2 separate regions of the Zea mays genome follow, and region 1 is linked to region 2. A link is a contact called in public Hi-C data. All regions are on one chromosome and are shown on one strand. The core of a region is the stretch at or near the end of the contact, and the rest is flanking DNA. Distances in the headings are between cores, read along the strand shown. Region 1 holds the start of LOC100192351 (asparagine synthetase 4). Region 2 has its middle 19 kb from the start of LOC103639269.

Evidence for each region. A called contact is a pair of places that touch in the nucleus more often than the background predicts.
Region 1: a contact with region 2 is called in a Hi-C map of root tip, with 4 times the contacts expected there. The contact joins the promoter of LOC100192351 here to the enhancer-like site in region 2. A contact is called at or near these places in 13 of 25 Hi-C or Micro-C datasets (bundle sheath, ear, leaf and 5 more).

What each region holds. Positions count from the first base shown.
Region 1 is chr9:143,804,166-143,809,477 of Zm-B73-REFERENCE-NAM-5.0, forward strand. LOC100192351 (asparagine synthetase 4) reads left to right here and starts at 1,392. Exons shown (of 11, transcript XM_008659820.3): 1 at 1,392-1,560; 2 at 1,836-1,974; 3 at 2,109-2,207; 4 at 2,344-2,485; 5 at 2,623-2,813; 6 at 2,919-3,080; 7 at 3,180-3,260; 8 at 3,358-3,714; 9 at 3,835-3,915; 10 at 4,010-4,261; 11 at 4,390-4,981. The coding sequence starts at 1,481. The coding sequence ends at 4,120. LOC100276738 reads right to left here. Exons shown (of 6, transcript NM_001371576.1): 6 at 4,804-5,312. The coding sequence ends at 5,055.
Region 2 is chr9:143,704,669-143,710,175 of Zm-B73-REFERENCE-NAM-5.0, forward strand. No RefSeq gene overlaps it. Among protein-coding and RNA genes, the nearest start is that of LOC103639269, 19 kb to the right of the region's middle. Within about 2 kb of position 3,198, at least 20 of the 20 cell types and tissues checked have an H3K27ac peak or open chromatin away from gene starts, as enhancers often do. A contact at or near this core is called in bundle sheath, ear, leaf and 4 more, where this site is marked.

The sequences.
Region 1 (5,312 bases), core at 142-2,641, 98 kb after region 2:
GCCTATTTGGACCGATAGATTATGGCCCCAAGGACTTCTTAGGTGAAGTAGTTTTAGTTAAGGTATGAATATCATTTTCTATTTTTAATCCTCAATCCATCTCCCTCTTGAGGCCATTCGATCCTTATAGCGTAGACACCATCTAGTTAATTAGCATGTGATATAGATAGAAGATGATAAAGTTACTTGTATGCCATCAAAGGCTATATATATCCCTTAATACACATATGTCATCCAAAATTATACATCACTATATTGATATTAGTTTCAGAACACACTGAGATATAAATGACGCCACACATAACACAATACACTGGATCTTTTTTCTAAGTGAAAGAGCTCACTATCAACCATACATTTCTTGCCATAATCTTCACATATTTTTATTGGGGGGGGGGTGTTTTGTGCATATGCATGAGACCACATGTATCATCATGGTCATTCATTCTGATCCCTTCTGGTACACAAATATTGATATATGATTTTGTCTGCTCTTGTGATTCTTTCGATCTACTGCCTCTTGCCACATGAATCTTACTGTGTATTGTTTGTTCAAGAAATAACTTAACAATTGATGGTTGGAGTAGATCAGCAGATTGGGGGTAGGCTCCTGGCGTGTCCGCCTTTGTTTTTGGTTTACGGTGTGTGGGGTCTCTAACGGGTGTCCATTAGGGCTTGTTCGTTTCACGGTTAATCCGTATGGATTGTGAGGTATTAAGTCGGTTGAAGTCCATCGTAAATCAAAATCCATCACAATCTATTTAAATACACTCCAATCCACATAGAATTAGAATAAACGAACAAAGACTTGCGTTGCTTAGCCGGAATCCAATTGCCGTCGTTGAAATTCCCCCCACGATATTATTTTTAAGATTATTGGAGATTTAAAAATTGCAAGGCGGATTCATCCAATCTTTCCTACCATCTGAACTGACGTTTTTGAATACATTAGTCGTATAATGCAAGGCGCAGCTCAGAATAATGGGCGTCGTTTGCATCACCATCGCCCGCGACAGAAACACACTCCGCCGAACGGTTGTGTGCATCGTCGCATCTCGCGGCAAAGCGCACGGGCCGGCCATTGGTGGATCCGGTGGGGGGGCCGCCAGCAGCCTTGCTCCACCAGCCGCGATCATGGCGGGCCTACTCCCAGAACCTCGCCCAGCCGTGGAAGGTAGATCCGATGGCCAGGACCCCGGCTGACGCGGGCTCGGGGCCCCACGCTGACTCGGCCCCGCTGCATCCCGAACGGATAAGCTCCTGCCGCGCACGGAGCTCGCCGAACCGACACCCGCCGCGTGTCCAGGGAGCGCTCCCGGCGGGGGTCGCTCGCAGACGCGAGGTCCCGGAGCCGCGCGCGCCCCCGCCTATAAAACTGCAGCCATTCTCCCCTGGTTCCCGCATCCCACTCGCAGCACGAGCGCTCAGCGTCTCGTCTCCTCCTCCCCACAAAAAGCCGCTGAATTGCTCCGTCGGCGTCATGTGTGGCATCTTAGCCGTGCTCGGATGCTCCGACTGCTCCCAGGCCAGGAGGGCTCGCATCCTCGCCTGCTCCAGAAGGCAAGCATCCGTCCATTGCACTGGGACCGAGCTCTTCTCATATAGGAACCATAAAGAATCGAACGGTAGAGAGACTAGGATGGGCCGATCTGAAAAGGAGCATGGGAATCTTACTCGCTCGTTCAAGCAACCCTGTGTGTGTGTGCGCGCGCGCGCTCGCTTCTGTGTCACTGGTTACAGTATTGTCGGGTGGGCGCGATTAGTTGTTGGTTAGTGTTTAAATTTTGACGACTGGCGGACCTGATGATGGTCGGTCACTCCCACGTGGTGTGCAGGCTGAAGCACAGGGGCCCCGACTGGTCGGGCCTCTACCAGCACGAGGGCAACTTCCTGGCGCAGCAGCGGCTCGCCATCGTCTCCCCGCTGTCCGGCGACCAGCCGCTGTTCAACGAGGACCGCACCGTCGTGGTGGTGGTAAGCTAATAAGATCCAAATATGCACGCGCGCAGCATGCATGCTCAAGCGTCGTCTAGCTAGTTTTGACGGGCCCTATCTATGCTGTAGTTCCTCAGCATGCATGCGCTTTGTTTGCTTTTTTTACTTCACAGGCCAATGGAGAGATCTACAACCACAAGAACGTCCGGAAGCAGTTCACCGGCGCGCACAGCTTCAGCACCGGCAGTGACTGCGAGGTCATCATCCCCCTGGTGAGCCTTACACTGATCGTTTCAGTTCTGAAAACCAAACTTGTTCTTCGCTTACACACTAAAGAACAAAAACTTCTCCTCTACTGATGCTGCCTTTGTTATTGCTGCTGCCGTCGTCGGCGTCATCGATCTCCAGTACGAGAAGTACGGCGAGAACTTCGTGGACATGCTGGACGGAGTCTTCGCGTTCGTGCTCTACGACACGCGAGACAGGACCTACGTGGCGGCACGCGACGCCATCGGCGTCAACCCGCTCTACATCGGCTGGGGCAGCGACGGTCAGACTCAGACACAGCGTGGCGTGGCATTTTCGCAGTGCGGTCGCGCCAAGCAGAGCACCCCAGCTAGGTGGGTCAAGCTGAAGCTGAAGCTGACCGATCGATTTTCTCGCCTCGCCTTCCCTCCACTACTGCAGGTTCCGTCTGGATGTCGTCCGAGATGAAGGCGCTGAACGAGGACTGCGTGCGCTTCGAGATCTTCCCGCCGGGGCACCTCTACTCCAGCGCCGCCGGCGGGTTCCGCCGGTGGTACACCCCGCACTGGTTCCAGGAGCAGGTGCCCCGGACGCCGTACCAGCCGCTCGTCCTTAGAGAGGCCTTCGAGAAGGTGAGTGACCTTGCACTTGTTGGGTCGTCGGTGGTATTTAAGCAATAAAGATGGCCGTTACTGACACTGACCTCTGGCCATGGGCCATGGGCCCGTGCGCTGCAGGCGGTTATCAAGAGGCTCATGACCGACGTCCCGTTCGGGGTCCTCCTCTCCGGCGGCCTCGACTCCTCCCTCGTCGCCTCCGTCACCAAGCGCCACCTCGTCAAGACCGACGCCGCCGGAAAGTTCGGCACAGAGCTCCACTCCTTCGTCGTCGGCCTCGAGGTTTTGTTTCGTTTTTTTTGGCACTGGTGGTGCGCGTGTCTTATTTGTCTCGGATAGAATCGCGCGCGGGACGGGACGCTGACGGCACGTACGTTTCAGGGCTCCCCTGACCTGAAGGCCGCACGAGAGGTCGCTGACTACCTCGGAACCACCCATCACGAGTTCCATTTCACCGTACAGGCAAGTAAATCATTCGCGCGCGCGCTCGCTTTTGGCGAGATCGTGACGTAGGCTGACGAGTGGCAAACAAATTACAAAAATGGGCCATCATCCATAGGACGGCATCGACGCGATCGAGGAGGTGATCTACCACGACGAGACGTACGACGTGACGACGATCCGGGCCAGCACGCCCATGTTCCTGATGGCTCGCAAGATCAAGTCGCTGGGCGTGAAGATGGTGCTGTCCGGGGAGGGCTCCGACGAGCTCCTGGGCGGCTACCTCTACTTCCACTTCGCCCCCAACAGGGAGGAGCTCCACAGGGAGACCTGCCGCAAGGTGAAGGCCCTGCACCAGTACGACTGCCTGCGCGCCAACAAGGCGACGTCGGCGTGGGGCCTGGAGGTCCGCGTGCCGTTCCTCGACAAGGAGTTCGTCGACGTCGCGATGGGCATGGACCCCGAATGGAAAATGGTACTGAAGCGGGCCTTTTTCGACCCGGCCCGGCCCGGTGTGTTCTGTTGTTTTTGGCCGGTTCTATGTATGATGATGAGTTGATGACGCCTTCTTCTCTTCTACTTGGTGAATGCGCAGTACGACAAGAACCTGGGTCGCATCGAGAAGTGGGTCCTGAGGAAGGCGTTCGACGACGAGGAGCACCCTTACCTGCCCGAGGTAAGGACATCTTCAGAGAAGGCTGGTCGTTTACCTCTGTGTCTGTGTGTTTTCAAGCCTGAACTGACGCCTCTGTGCCATGCATCCTCCGCAGCATATTCTGTACAGGCAGAAAGAACAGTTCAGTGACGGAGTGGGCTACAACTGGATCGATGGACTCAAAGCCTTCACCGAACAGCAGGTTGATGGTCGTCGTCGAAGTTAGCTAACCAGCGCTGACGTTCCCCCCCATGTCCAGGTGACGGATGAGATGATGAACAGCGCCGCCCAGATGTTCCCGTACAACACGCCCGTCAACAAGGAGGCCTACTACTACCGGATGATATTCGAGAGGCTCTTCCCTCAGGTGATTGATTCAGCTTCCAGCCAGCCTACAACGATGCGTGTGTTGTTGCACTGCACCCGTGGTAGCCAATTATTCAGTACGCGCGGCGTGCTGCTGAGTCCGTGAACACGGTGGTACCCTGCATGCAGGACTCGGCGAGGGAGACGGTGCCGTGGGGCCCGAGCATCGCCTGCAGCACGCCCGCGGCCATCGAGTGGGTGGAGCAGTGGAAGGCCTCCAACGACCCCTCCGGCCGCTTCATCTCCTCCCACGACTCCGCCGCCACCGACCGCACCGGAGACAAGCTGGCGGTGGTCAACGGCGACGGGCACGGCGCGGCGAACGGCACGGTCAACGGCAACGACGTCGCTGTCGCCATCGCGGTGTAACAGTAATGAACTGGAGGATAGGGACGAACGAACGACTGGTAGGTGTGGCGTACCTGCCGCGTGCCCACCGGCCGGCCATATATATCGAATCCCGGCCCGGCGCGGCAGCACGTGCTATTGTTACGTGTCACCAGCGTACGTGTCTGTGTAGTGCCTCGATCGTATCTGTACGTCTTTAGGAAAAGGTGTGTCCGTGTGTATTGTATGTGTGTGAGCAAGCGTGCGTGACGCGCTCTGCCTGTGTGACAAAGCAGAGCAGTACAAGCTCAGGCATTTTCTGTCCGAGCGATGATTTGAACTGGATCTATCATCTCTGAATTGAACTCGGCCGGACGACGACCTACCGCTAAAATTATTCCCAGCTGGATTTCGGTACGTGTCCCCGTTGTTCGTTCTCGCGGCTGTGACTGTGACCGAACCTGCTGCTACAAGTGCGCGTAGAGGATCTGGTTCCACGTGTCCGGCACGCCGGGCACGCACCAGTGGATGCAGTCCGTGTACGTCTGCGGGTCGGCCCTCTGCGCGTCGGTGAGCAGCTCGCCGCCGGTCTCGGTGTACACGGAGACGTGGGCGTCGACGCGGTGCTCCGTCAGCTGCGTGACGTTGAGCAGCGTCACGGGCACCCGCATCCGGCCCACCACGTCGGACATCACCTCCATCATCCGCCGGTCCGCGCCGCTGCC
Region 2 (5,507 bases), core at 1,948-4,447:
TGATCCCTGACTTAATCGCACCCATCAGGCCTTTGCAGCTTTATGCTGATGGGGGTTACCAGCTGAGAATTAGGAGCCTTGAGGGTACCCCTAATTATGGTCCCCGACAGTTCTGGAAAGAAAGTAGTACCACAGGAGCGGGAAGCTCAGTGGTGGTCAAGCAAGAGTTACTTCTATTGACTTGGGAAAACCCTAAACATTGAGTACTGCCTTTCTCTGAAAAAGTATGAGTGACTTCAACTCCACCATATGAAGCATGTACAATATAGGTCACTTTCTCTTTACGGGAGCCGGGTGGGCTTGCGGAATACCTAGTGTATTCACCCAGATTTATTTATGTTTTTCAGCAGCTGAAGACTTCTTTTCTGCTATGCTTGATTGATGGGGCTGTGTCTTCACCCAGTTCTGCCTGTGGCCTGGGCTATTTTATCTTCCACTGCGCTTTATGTTTTTTCGGCTCACTTTCGAGCTTGTATCCCCGGTATTGTAATAACATTATTCAGACTCTATAACTATTTGAAGTAATGAATGTGGTTACTAGCCTCGTGGGACTAGTAATTGTATCAAATTTGAGTTCCAAAGGATCGGGACGCTTCACATGTGGGCCTAGGGACATAAAGAATATAGTGCTTGAAACATCTAATATCTATTGTCGAGACAATCCTCTTGCGCCCGACGTCCAAGATCTGTGTATCCTTGGTGTACAGGGGAAGCTTCCGTCGGAAGAGAAGATGAGTATAGCGCGCCGCTCAGCACATGCATACTGTTCACCAGCAAACCCAGCAGGTGGGCTGTTTGCTGGATGACCATGACGCCGCCTGCCAGCGAATGGGACATGACGCATTTAATGCTGAGAGGGCACGTTGCCCGTCAACGCAGTGGCAGGCGGCGCGTTTTTCCTCAATAAATGCAGGGGCCGCACGACTTTTCGTCAGGGTCGGCCCGGTATCTTATGTCATGGGCCACAAGCAGCGGGTCTCCTCCTGAGCGGGAAGCGGAGGCGAGGCCCGCACACGTGTCAGCGCCGGACCCCTGCACACACCAGGGTCCTTCTCGCTCCGGGACCCTGCTGGAGTTCGGACTTACCCGAAGGCTCCAGACTCGTGTGTAGGGGTCCGGTGTCATTACGTGAGGTCCGGCCTTACTGGGGTGTGGTGTTTTTCCCTGCCACGTGGCGTCCTTTGGCCTGCCCATCCGGCGGGGTCAGGCGCGGTCCTCCACGCGGCAAGGGGACGTCGCATGGGTGCGATGCCTTCCTGCTCCATGAGAGGGTACCCCAGATTTAGGGTACCGACAAATGCATACAATATCTGTTGTATGCGTTTTTTATATGTGTTTAGATTTATTATTATCTATTTGAATGTAGACATAATAACTAAGAGCTAAAGTGATAGCTATTTTGTGACCGAGGGGATATGATCTTCTGTGAAATATATTTGTATTATTATTAGCAACACATGTGAGATATTTATATGCTACATTTTTATTATAGAGAAGTGAGCTCGGAGAGCGTTTTATAAGTTGCAGAGTAAAAACATACTTCCTTGATACGTAAAACCATTTCACATACTTCAGCCCATAAATTGAGGATAGACATGTATTCGAACTTTGCAAAGTAATATCAAATTTCAAGCCAAATATACTATTCTAAAATAAATAGATTCCAACGACCTGTCAGAGAAAACGTTTCACCCTCTTCAATTTTCGAGTACTGTTTACTTGGGATCCGAAAATCAGATTTTATGTAAAAAAAGAAAATCTCCGAGAGAAAGCAGTACTATAAATTATTTATAAGAAAACATGATAAAAAAATTCGAAGACAACAAATCTACTCAAGAAACACTTCTCAAGTTCTCATTAACTTAAGAAACAATATCTCAGTCAACCACCAAAAGAAAAGAAGTCCCATTATCATTATATCCACGCACTAGTAGTTCGAACTACACACGCTCGGTTTAAATTAGAGCTAGCGCTTATTGTTCCGCTGTTTACACGACCACTTTAAGTTAGCGCATTTCAATACAAATTTGGTTCCCAGACGAAGATACATTGTTTGACTATGTATATAAAGTCAACCAAATGCAATGCCTATAATACTCCGTTTGGATGTTGACGTTGGAGGGTGTGTAATTGAATTGAGTTCAATACCAAATCAACACTGATATTGATATTAGATGTAAGTTCAATTCTATTGTTTGGATGTCACTGAATTGGAGTTTAGAATTATGCGGTCTAATTCTATGCAATACAGAGTGGGTGATGCTCTATATTGGGGGAGGAGGTTTCTAATTATAGTCCAATTCCGTAGAATTGGAACTCTGATTCCAAATTTCAATACCATATGCAACCAAACAATAGAATTTTGGAAAAAGTAGATTCCAATCGTCAATTATGTGCTGCAATATCTACATCTAAACGGGTATGCATAATTCTTCTGTGAGAACCCGATGCTTTTTACCGGTTGATTGGTTCCATGTGTCCGTGGCTGCACGCTCACCCGAAGATGGTTGATTGGATACAGGCGTTTTGGCGGTAGGAGCGAATGCAGGTAATTGACATCTAAATGGCTTGTTTTGCATCTGCCCCGTGTGGACCACGTCTTCTATATGCAGGCAACCAAACATACGTTTAGGAAAAGTCAATGCACGCGGTGATCTATAACAAAACGATGCGAGCAACCAATCAACTGGTTAGAGTATTTGGTAGACGCAAAGCACCGGCATTAGCACTTTAGCAGCTGGGAAATTTCGAAATGCGTAAGGGATAGTGAAAGCAAGTGATTTATTACTGTGGTAGTGACTAGTGAGCAAAAGAAAACGATGGCGGCTGTTCCAGAGTGTTATACCCAGTCTCCTGTGCCACGGTTTTTCACACCGGCTAGACGCCGGTCCAAGGAAAAATACAGCACACGGGCCTGGTGGTGTCAAAGCTACGTTCCCGTGTGGGAGACGAGAAGCAAACGACGCCGAACGCTGCTCTCCGTCCCACTCGTGTATGACGCGGCGGTCACTATTATTCTTATTCAATTGATTTCCGTGGAGCCTGCCCCCATCCGCTGCCCGGGCCCGGGCCCTTTTCCTCGTCCCGCCGCGGCACGGAACACGGACGCCGCCCAACCGCTGCCCGCCACGGCGAGAGCCCGATGGCGCTGGATGTCGGCGCCTCTGCCTCGCCCGTGTGCCGGGAAGCTGCTGGCCCCGTGTATGACGGCCCTGGAAGAAAGACTTGGGGGATCGGGACGGTCGCGACGCCAAGAGGGGACCGTCTAGAACTGGACCGGGACACGTTGGAAGCAAGGCGACCCAATCACATATCGCGTCCCGTGCGCGTACGAACACTCTCGTGCAGGCGCAGTCGTGCTGTGCATTGGTAGTGGCACACTCGGAAGCGACATCTCTATCGAACATCGACGACCCTGTCTAGCGGGCCATAACTCTGCTCCCGATGTATGTACAGTAGCAGCTACTATAGAAGAAGGCATCCATGGTCAGCTCAGCTGTGAGATTTGGTGTTGGCATCCATGGATAGCATCAGACAACATCAGAACGAGAATTTCACAGGTTTCCCCTTTTTTTTATATATATGTACTCAGTACAAGGAAAACACATGTACGAGAATGGAGACACTTGTACAAGTCTGTAGCAAACTGAATGATGTCAAGTCAGAGCAAGGATGCAGTCGTCTGCCCTGCCCGCTAGAGAGAACTGGGTATGCCATCCGGCCCATACTGTCTTCTCGCGTTCTTGGGCCCGGTGTAAGGTATTGTGCGGCGTTTCACAGAGCAACCTCAGCCCAGCCGTGTGGTGTGCCAGTGTCTGGGTCCGTGGGTCACCACGAACCCCACGTTTCGGACTGGTGGGCGGTGGCAAAGCCTAGTAAACCAGGCAATTGAGGAACTACATTGTTTTCCGTGGAATTGGCCTAATCATTCGAGCACATTAAACCTGGGAATCAAGAGAGAGTCGATGCATATCTTTGCATATACTAGTACTAGTATTTGTTGAGAACTACGTTACCACGGATCACCAGATCCGCTCCCTTCCCTCCCGTCAGCAGTAGAGGCGCAAGAAGATGTAGAGAACTCGTCTCCCTTCCCATAAACACGTTAGAGGAAACACACGAGACATGGATTTAGGGTTGGGCATCTGGCCTCTTTCTCTTCTCTATTCCATATGAGGGGTACATGTTCTATATATAGAGACGCGATAGCCCTCAGGGCTATATTCGGTATTTGCCCACATAACCCTTCATTAGGGTTTCTCAACACTCCCCCTTGGGCGAATACCGCGACCAACACATGCCTCATTAAAACTCCAAAAAAACCCAATGGGAAAAATATGGAGAAAGAGTGCATGGTGATACAAATTGCATTTGCACTTTGTTGTCTCGTTAAAAACCTCATGTGAGAAACTTCAAGAAAACTCACCAAGGGAAAAAGAGTACAACGGCTGTCATCGGGACAGATTTCGATCCTCTGGGATCTAGATTCTATTGAATCTTCTACAAAGACTAACTTTAGAAATGTGCTCCCCTGATCCTTGCAAAACTATATCAATATGGCAAAATATTTTCTTCTGGAAGTATATGCACATATAGATTCAGCAAACGGATTGCATATCCTTGCAAGGTCTATTTCAGGAACTTTACCTCTACTCACTTCTAGGATATACGAGGTAAGTGCACGTATCAATATAAATAAGCCACTTTGGCTGATGGTGTTCGATCGACTAGATCTATATATTTGATAGAAAGTTCCATAAAGGTTTACATATTGATCATCAAGCTCACGCCTTCAGGGCATAGAATATGACATTTATTATCTCACGATTGTGATCAATATAAGCATTCGCTCCCCCTAACGATGACATCTATCAAAGTCGTTATCCCTCATAACTCAAGCATATTCTTCAAGATATATGTCTCATTGTTCATCTAGAATAACGAGAATGAATGAGGTTGGGGTGCTATCATTTTCTATCTTACACCATAATTTATACATAGTTGTGCAAAGCAAGTAACATGTCCTTCTATAGGACTTTAGGGGATAATATAGTTGCAATAGTACATATTCTAAATATGACACATCGCTCCAGGCGTTCATCCATTGCAACATCTATGATGGTGTAACAAAAGTCCATCAAAGATCGTAATCCATTAGTGATTTTTCATCGATTAGATACATCGTTATAGTCTGTCATTCTGGCACAATGGGGATATTTTGCCAGTAACACCTAAACCTTATAGGTTTCTGCCATCGGGGCTTTAGAGGATACCGTAATTCCACATCAAGTGGAAAATACCATGAGTAAAACTCGTGGAATGCACATGTGCTTATTCGGTGAACTTCAAGTCCTTTGGTACCTCATCTTATTCCTTTTCGGGTCTATATGGGTCTTTATCCCTTTATAGGGATTATCAAACTTTGGTGTTTAACACAGACTCTATGTCTTCTGGAAAGGTTCCATCTAGGAACTATAATCTCAAATAGGAGATATTCTCTCTACATA